3 separate regions of the Sus scrofa genome follow, and regions 1 and 2 are each linked to region 3. A link is a contact called in public HiChIP or PLAC-seq data. All regions are on one chromosome and are shown on one strand. Each heading gives the region's core, a stretch centred on a gene start, on an enhancer-like site or on the middle of the called end of the contact. The rest is flanking DNA. Distances are from core to core; before and after follow the strand shown. Region 1 holds the start of LOC110256380. Region 2 has its middle 25 kb from the start of NTMT1. Region 3 overlaps LOC102162054 (a long non-coding RNA gene).

Region 1 (2,700 bases), core at 63-2,562, 140 kb after region 3:
AACAACAAGAAGTTTGCTCCTGGGACCTCCTCCCATCCCTTGTGGAGTTCCCTTGTGGTGCAGTGGGTTAAGGACCTGGCATTGTCACTACAGCAGCTCAGGTCGCTGTGGTGTGCAGGTTTGATCCCTGCCCCAGGAACTTCCATAGGCCTCAAGCTCTGCCAAAAAAAAAAAAAAAAAGGCAAAACATTGTCAACAAAAGATAAGCAGGTGAGTTTCTCAGCCCATGGTATCAGCCTCCTGTCTGGAGTTCACAGTCCTGGCCCGAATCTGAGCTCCGCCCTTTAGGAGCTGTGTGATTTCCCACGAGTCAACCCCACTGCTCTGAGACTGTCCCTGCTCTGCAAGCAGTCCCCAGAAAGGATTCAGGGCGTTTGTGGCAGGGGCCTGCCCATTCTAGGCACATAATAGTCCCTATTGTCATTCTTATTGGTTAGAGAGGAAAGGAAAGGTTACAGAACTGGTGATTAGGACAGCGGATGCCGGCTCTCAGAACTCGTTTAGACCTCAGCTGTTTGAGGCCCAAGACTCTCAAGACTCCTCCACCAGCGGAGACCAAAATTTACCAGGTTTTGGCTTCTCCCATCAGACAAAGGGGGTGGGAGGCCGTTCCCCAAGTATTCCCTGGGGCTTCTCCGTCAAAAAGTCAAGGCATCAGGCCCAACATTCTCCGCGGCTTTGGGTACCTTGAAATCTCTTTCCCCCCAGAGGGTCCTCAAAGGTCAAGCCGGCAGCCCCACTAGTCTCTTGCAAAGGCCTTGGGTCCCACGGGTCACTCAGGGGCAGCAGGTGAGATAGGAGGTGCCGCGTGGCCGGGAGTGGGAGCCGTGCGCACCTGCCGCAGGTGAGGCCCAGCCGTGCGGAAGGGGGAGGAGTCGTCGCCGCAGCACGCAGGTGAGCCGACCCCCGGCTCCCAGGAACTAGGCCGAGGGCGGCTGCGGGTTCCAACGTGGCGGGTGCGAGGCGACCCACGTCGCAGACAGCGGCCCCAGCGGCTCCGAGTCCCGCGCTGCGCGGCGGCTCCAGGAGAACATTCGAGGCAGCGACGGCGTTGGAGGCCCGGGGTCCGTTCGGTATTTGAATAGCACAAAGGAACCGCCTTGGTCTGATTGGCCAGCCGAGTGGCCCCGGGGCGGGCAGCGTCTGTCACTCGGGAGGTTCTGGGCACTGTTATTGGTTCACCAGGTGTGGGGCGGGGCCCGGACGCCCAGCTAAATAGCTGGGGCCGGGGCCGGCCGAGGCTCATTGCTTTGGCGCCGTCTGGGGAGCACGAACCTGCGGGTGGCGCGCAGCGCATGGTGGCGGCTCCTCTCAGAGCGCAGCCGACCCGCTGACCCGGGCTCCGTTTCCCGTGCCCGGCGCGTCCCGGAGGCCGGCTGGAGGCCGAAACAGCAGCAGCATTAGCAGCAGCAGCGGCCGCGGCTGCTCTGCCGCCGCCGTCTCCGCGGGAGCATGGAGTGCGCCCTGGACGCCCAGAGCCTGATCAGCATCTCCCTGCGCAAGATCCACAGCTCCCGGACCCAGCGCGGCGGCATCAAGCTGCACAAGAACCTCCTGGTGTCCTACGTGCTCCGCAACGCGCGCCAGCTCTACCTGAGCGAGCGCTACGCCGAGCTCTACCGGCGCCAGCAGCAGCAACAGCAGCAACAGCAGCAGCCGCCCCACCACCAGCACCAGCACCTCGCGTACGCGGCGCCGGGCATGCCGGCCAGCGCGGCCGACTTCGGCCCGCTCCAACTTGGCGGCGGCGGGGACGCGGAGGCGCGCGAACCGGCCGCCCGGCATCAGCTGCACCAGCTCCACCAGCTCCACCAGCTGCACCTCCAGCAGCAGCTGCACCAGCACCAGCACCCGGCGCCCAGGGGCTGCGCGGCGGCGGCCGGGGCGCCCGCGGGCGGCGCGGGGGCGCTCTCGGAGCTGCCCGGGTGCGCCGCGCTCCAGCCGCCGCACGGCGCGCCCCACCGCGGGCAGCCCTTGGAGCCGCTGCAGCCGGGTCCTGCGCCGCTGCCGCCGCCCGCGCCCGCCGCGCTCTGCCCGCGGGACCCTCGCGCCTCGGCAGCCTGCTCCGCGCCCTCCGCGCCCCCAGGGGCCGCCCCTCAGGCCGCTGCCGCCGCCTCCCCGCCCGCCTCCCCGGCCCCCGCCTCCTCCCCCGGCTTCTACCGGGGCGCGTACCCGGCCCCCTCGGACTTCGGCGTGCACTGCAGCAGCCAGACCACTGTGCTGGACCTGGACACTCACGTGGTGACCACGGTGGAGAACGGTTACTTGCACCAGGACTGCTGCGCCTCCGCCCACTGCCCCTGCTGTGGCCAGGGCGCCCCGGGACCTGGCCTGGCGTCCGCTGCCGGCTGCAAGCGCAAGTATTACCCTGGCCAGGAGGAGGAGGACGACGACGACGATGCAGGCGACCTGGGGGCCGAGCCCCCCGGGGGCGCCACGTTTGCCCCCTGCAAGCGCGCCCGCTTCGAGGACTTCTGCCCGGACTCGTCCCCGGACGCGTCCAACATCTCAAACTTGATCTCCATCTTTGGCTCGGGCTTCTCGGGGCTGGTGAGCCGACAGCCGGACTCCTCCGAGCAGCCGCCGCCGCTCAACGGGCAGCTGTGCGCCAAGCAGGCGCTCGCCAGCCTCGGCGCCTGGACTCGAGCCATTGTCGCCTTCTAGGGACCCCCGAGGGCACGGGGACCCGGGGACCCGCGG
Region 2 (2,700 bases), core at 23-2,522, 200 kb before region 3:
AATCCCAGCCTGGATTTCAGACGCCCCTTGGAATGGACTGGCCAGAGGTGGAAACAGAGAAAACGGAAGAGGCTCTGAGGAGGTGTGACAGGTGGGACGACGAGTAGCCTCCAAGTGGATGGCGAGTAGCAAGGGCCTGTGATCCAGTCTTCTAGAACTTTCTTCCCACTGCCTTGGTCAAACTCCTACATCCTGGGACTTAATGTAAATGTTCCCTCTACTGGGGAGACTTCCAGAACACAACTCTCCCACCTCATTCTTGCACCTGTTTCCAGCCATCTTTGAACGCCTACTATGTGTCAGGTACTTGCTGAGCACTTTGACTCAGAGGGAGAAACGGCTTGCTGGGGTCCTATAGCTGGAAGGAGGCAGGGCCAGGCTAGGGACCACCTGACTCCACCCCTGGCTTGTGCTCCTGGCAGGGTGGAGTCCAGCGTCATCTTGTTTTTTGTTTTTTGGGTTTTTTTTTTTTTTTTTTTTTTTTTTTTGCTTTTTTTGTAGGGCCACACCCTCAGCATATGGAAGTTCCCAGGCTAGGGGTCAACTCGCAGCTACAGCTGCCAGCCTACACCAGAGCCACAGCAATGTCAGATCCAAGCCTCATCTGCGACCTTCACCGCAGCTCACTCTCAGCAATGCTGGATCCCCAACCCGCTGAGCAAGGCCAGGGATCAAACCTGCGCCCTCATGGATACCAGTCGGGTTCATTACTGCTGAGCCACAGTGGAACTCGCAGCTTCATTTCTTTTCCTCTCCTCTGCTCCTCCCATTTCTGATCTCAGCTTGACTGTTGCCTCCTCCCAGAGGCCCTCCGGGACTGTCCTCCAGTCAATCAACGCTTCCTCCGTTCCCCATATTGTTCTCCATCCCCTCGTTTCACTTCCTGTGTAGCTCTTTTCACAACTGCAATTATTTCCTTCTTTGTTGACATGGTACAGGTCCTCCCCAACTCTCATCGGAGGTCCCAGGAAGCAGGGATGGTGGGTCTTCCTCACTGCTGTGCTTCACAAAGAGCAGACTTCAAATAACCATGGTTTCTATTCCTTATGGAAGTAAATACTGGAAGTCAGGGCTGGTATGAGAGTTCATGGCCACTGTGGACTCGGGCTCCTACTGCCTAGTTGCTGTGCCATCCTCAACAGGCAGTGGCAACCTCCGAGTATACAGCAGCTGCTCCCGCTCCTGCCTCCATGCTCACACTCTAATCCCAGAAAGGAGAAGAAAGGAAGCAGTCCCCCTCAGTCCTTTAAAGGAACTCTCATCAGAAATTGATCCCAAGCACTTTGCCAATATCTCATTGGTCAGAACTGGGTCACGTGGCCATATCTAGCTGCAAGGGATGCTGGGAAATGTAGTCTCTGGGATGGATGGCTATGGGCCCAGCTAAGAATGGGGCGTGTTATTCTTATGGAAGAGGAAAAAAGAGACCTAGCAGCAGGTGTCACAGTGCCCATCTCCTGGCTTATAACAATAATAATAATGATAATAATAAAGGTGGATTTTTTTTGTTGTTGTTGTTGTTTTTCCCATGGCTTGTGGAAGTTTCCAGGCCAGGGATCAAATCCACATCACAGCAGGAACCCAAGCTGCGGCAGTGACAATGCCAGCTCCTTAACCCACTGTGCCACAAAGGAAATCTTGACATGTGTTTATGACTTTACTTTGCAGTCATTCATTTAACCCTCACAATAACATTCAAGGTAGGGACACTGTCAAATCTGCTGCCCAGGGCCACCTGGCTGGGGAGTGGCAGAGCAGAGATTTGAACCTAGGGCCATCTGGCTCCAGATCTGACAGGTTTCTACTTCTCTGTGGTGCCTGCTAAATGGCTGCCGAATGATCTGCTGACCAGACTGCATTTGCTCATCTCCATAAATGGACTGGGCATCCCTGAGTATGGGCTGCCCTCCTTGGGCTGGCTTGGGGCCTGGGCTGTGGCCTCCAGAACCGAGCCTGGCCTGATGGAGGGACCTCAGCAAGGCCACCTCCTGGATGGGGCAGGGGGCTGTGCCACTGGGAAGAGAAAGAGGGGTAGGGACAGCTCAGGGAGGGTTCTAGAGAACCAAGGTGGGGTGGACATGGAGGCAGCCTCTGGCCTCCTTCACAAACTGGGACAGAATCAGTGTGAAAAGAAGATCTTTCCAGGGCAGGGGGAAGCTGAGGTGGCCCTGCCAAAGATTCTGGCTCCTGGGGTGTCCTGATGCTTAGGAACAGGCAGGAGGGCCTGGGGTGGGATAGGCTTTTGCCTGGCCCTGCAGGAGCCCAGCAATGTGGCCTCATCAGCATTTCTCCAGCATCTCCCTTGGGTGCTGGCTGCCTCCCACTGGGGGTCTCTGCTGAGGAGCTCTTCCTGGGTTCACTTTCCTACTCAATCCATCTAGTCCAGGCTTGAGGCACCACTGCTCAGGGAGAGAGGCCCAGACAAGCAGAGAGCCCCATTGTTTTCCCACCCAGCCCCACCTGGACACCAGTCACCTACCAGCCGGGTCCCTGCTAGATCCCCCGCAGGCTTCCAGGTTGGGCTCCTGGCCCTGTATCCAAAATCCTATATATATATATATATATATATATATTTTTTTTTTTTTTTTTTTTTCCCCTACAGGGGGAGTCCTGACATCTTCTGTGCCATGTCATGGTGGCATTTGGTGACACCTCCACACCCGGTCTTGTTTGGAAATGCATAGCAAATACATAGGATTA
Region 3 (2,700 bases), core at 15-2,514:
GTGTCTGCGACCTACACCACAGCTCACGGCAACCCTGGATCCTTAACCCACTAAGCGAGGCCAGGGATCAAACCTGCATCCTCATGGATACTAGTCGGGTTCATTACCACTGAGCCGCCATGGAACTCCTAATATTTTTTTTCTTACAAACATGACTTGAAGGAAAGCCTACCACTGATAACTTGGGAGAACTTAGAATAAGGATTTTTAAAAATTTTACCATCTTAACCATTTTCAAGTGGAAGTACATTCATATTCTTGTGCAACACTCAGCACAGCCATCTCCAGAACTCTTTTTATCTTGCGAAACTCTGTGCCCACTTTCTCCCTCCCCCTCTCCAGGCCTTGGCACCCACCATGCTCTATAAATTTATCCAGTCTAGACACCTAATATAAGTGAAATTATACAATATGTTTTGCTTTGGCTGCAAATGAGACATATGCAAGGTTCTGGGCCGGGGATCGAACCCAAACCTAGGCAGCAGCCTAAGCCGCCGCAATCGGATCCTTAACCCACTGCACCACAGCAGGAACTCCAAAGTCATGCCTTTTGTGTCTGGCATAGTTCCCTTAGCCTAATATCCTCTGAGGTCATCCGGATCGCAGCAGGTGTCAGAATTTCCTTCCCTGTTAAGGCTGAATGATGATATGCATGTACCTCCTTTTGCGTATCTAGTCATCCGTTGATGGACCCTGGCTTGTGGCCATCCTTGGGCTGCTCCGAACAATGCTGCAGTGAACACGGGTGTACCTATATCTGTCGGAGACCCAGATTCGTTGGGGTGTACACCCAGAAGTGGAATCGCTAGCTCAGATGGTCGTTCTATTTTTAATTTTTTGAGGAGCTGCCATACTGTTTTCCACAGCGGCTGTACATGCCCATCCACCGTCCACAAGCTTCCAATTTCTCCCCGCCCTCACCCATACTTGCTATTTTCTGGATTTTGAGAGGAGCCATTCTGACGGTCACGGAGGGAATAAGGATTTTCCCAACTGCCCCTGGTCCTGCTTCCACAGGAGGAAGCAGGGGGCCGGGGTGCCGGTCCGGGTCTGGGAATATTGTAGCCGCATGTCAGAGTCCTCAGACCCCAGACAGGTGAGGGGGGCTGTGCTTCTGGGGCTGCCGTGTGACCTCTGCTGCCACGGGACAGGCAGAGGCCCCAGCCCGGCTGGCTGGGGTCCCACCTTCTCCAGAACCTCATCCTCTCGTGTTGCAATTCCTACTTCCTCAGTTCAGCAGGAACTGAGCTGGGCCTTTCCAGCCCCGGCTGACCCTGTGACCTAGTGTCCCCACCCAGGCCTGGGACACAGAGCAGAGAGGAGGCCGCAGCACCTGGGGGCGGGGGCAGGGGGGGCGGCTCCGTCATCAGCGTGTCCCCTGGCCTTCCCTTTGTGTGGGGGACCAGAGCAGACTTTGGAGCCAGACAGACAGTCTGAGTTCCCTCTCTGCCGCTGGCCAGCTGTGTGACCCTGAATAAGCCACTTCCCTTCCCAGCCCTCCCGTTTCTCATCTGTAGAATGGCAGAAATGGGGCTTGGCACCCCAGGAAGCACTCACTAAGCATCTCCCCAAAAACCCAACATCCTCCTCCTCCTCCATAACATCCAGACGTATAACCAGGTCATGCCTGTGCCAAACAGCCCAGGACGCCCCACTGCCGGCAGGAAAAAGTCCACCACACCATTACAGACTGGTGGGCACTGCCTGGACTGGCCTCTGCCCATATTGCCAAGCTCCCCTTCCCCTCACACATCACATTCCAGCCACCTGGGCTGCCCTCCTGTCCTTCAAATACCTGGCGCTCCTTTGTGCCACTGCCCTTTGCATCTGCCCTTCCCCCTACCCGAAATTTGCTCCCCGAGATTCCACTGCAGTCCCACAGTTTACTCCTAAAAGGCTCTGTCTCACTTCAAATATTACGTCTTCAGAGCCTCTTCCACATGGGAACCCTGGGCTCTCTCTCTCTCTCTTTTTTTTTTTTTTTTTGTCTTTTTGCCTTTTCTAGGGCCACTTCCTGTGGCATATGGAGGTTCCCAGGCTAGGGGTCTAATTGGAGCTGTAGCCACCAGCCTACGCCAGAGCCACAGCAACATGGGATCCAAGCCTTGTCTGCAACCCACACCACAGTTCACGGCAACTCCAGATCCTTAACCCACTGAGCAAGGCCAGGGATCGAACCCGCAACCTCATGGTTCCTAGTCAGATTCGTTAACCACTGTGCCATAACAGGAACTCCCCTGGGCTCTCATCTTGCCCTTTAACCATCCCCACCACAGTGCTTCCCCGGGTGCTCACCGTACTGAAATGCGAAATTATTTGAGGAACGACCATCAGCCTCCCCACGTGAGCTCTGTGAGACCAGCATCACGCCTGTTTTGCTCCCCGTTATCATGTAAGCACAGAGTTGAGCCCCCCCCCCAATATTCATCAAATCAAATGATTCGTTTCCAGACTCTACCTGATTTGGGAACCTCAGATTCTTTCCAACAAAGACAATCCATTACCCACATAACGAAACGAGCTTTAACTTTCATAGCTTGGTAAGCTTTTTCCACTCATTAAATGAACAAATCTGAGAAAACCCTCAGTTACATCCCGTGTCCTAATTTTTCAGCTCAGAAAAATATGGTCACTGCACTCAGAGCAGCTGCTCACAATTCCTGCTGTGCCTCCTCGCCCGCCGCCCAGCCTCCGGCCACC

Evidence for each region. HiChIP or PLAC-seq counts read pairs in DNA pulled down with a chosen protein or histone mark.
Region 1: an H3K27ac HiChIP or PLAC-seq map of alveolar macrophages shows a contact between it and region 3. The contact joins the promoter of LOC110256380 here to the enhancer-like site in region 3. A contact is called at or near these places in 4 of 5 promoter capture datasets (fetal liver, fetal skeletal muscle and liver), 8 of 47 Hi-C or Micro-C datasets (alveolar macrophages, embryonic fibroblasts, fetal heart ventricle and 4 more) and 2 of 2 datasets of contacts at active chromatin or transcription factors (alveolar macrophages and skeletal muscle).
Region 2: a contact with region 3 is called in an H3K27ac HiChIP or PLAC-seq map of alveolar macrophages. The contact joins two enhancer-like sites. A contact is called at or near these places in 4 of 47 Hi-C or Micro-C datasets (embryonic fibroblasts, retroperitoneal adipose tissue, skeletal muscle and 1 more) and 1 of 2 datasets of contacts at active chromatin or transcription factors (alveolar macrophages).

Annotation. Positions count from the first base shown.
Region 1 is chr1:269,454,063-269,456,762 of Sscrofa11.1, reverse strand. LOC110256380 reads right to left here and starts at 1,312. Exons shown (of 3, transcript XM_021070004.1): 1 at 836-1,312. The coding sequence starts at 1,297. It overlaps IER5L (immediate early response gene 5-like protein), which reads left to right and starts at 1,239. Exons shown (of 1, transcript XM_005674588.3): 1 at 1,239-2,700. The coding sequence starts at 1,453. The coding sequence ends at 2,664.
Region 2 is chr1:269,793,778-269,796,477 of Sscrofa11.1, reverse strand. No RefSeq gene overlaps it. Among named protein-coding and RNA genes, the nearest start is that of NTMT1, 25 kb to the left of the region's middle. Within about 2 kb of position 1,272, at least 10 of the 83 cell types and tissues checked have an H3K27ac peak or open chromatin away from gene starts, as enhancers often do. A contact at or near this core is called in alveolar macrophages, where this site is marked.
Region 3 is chr1:269,591,430-269,594,129 of Sscrofa11.1, reverse strand. The region is part of intron 2 of LOC102162054 (a long non-coding RNA gene); the gene reads right to left. Among named protein-coding and RNA genes, the nearest start is that of IER5L, 140 kb to the right of the region's middle. Within about 2 kb of position 1,264, at least 16 of the 83 cell types and tissues checked have an H3K27ac peak or open chromatin away from gene starts, as enhancers often do. A contact at or near this core is called in alveolar macrophages, liver, omental adipose tissue and 1 more, where this site is marked.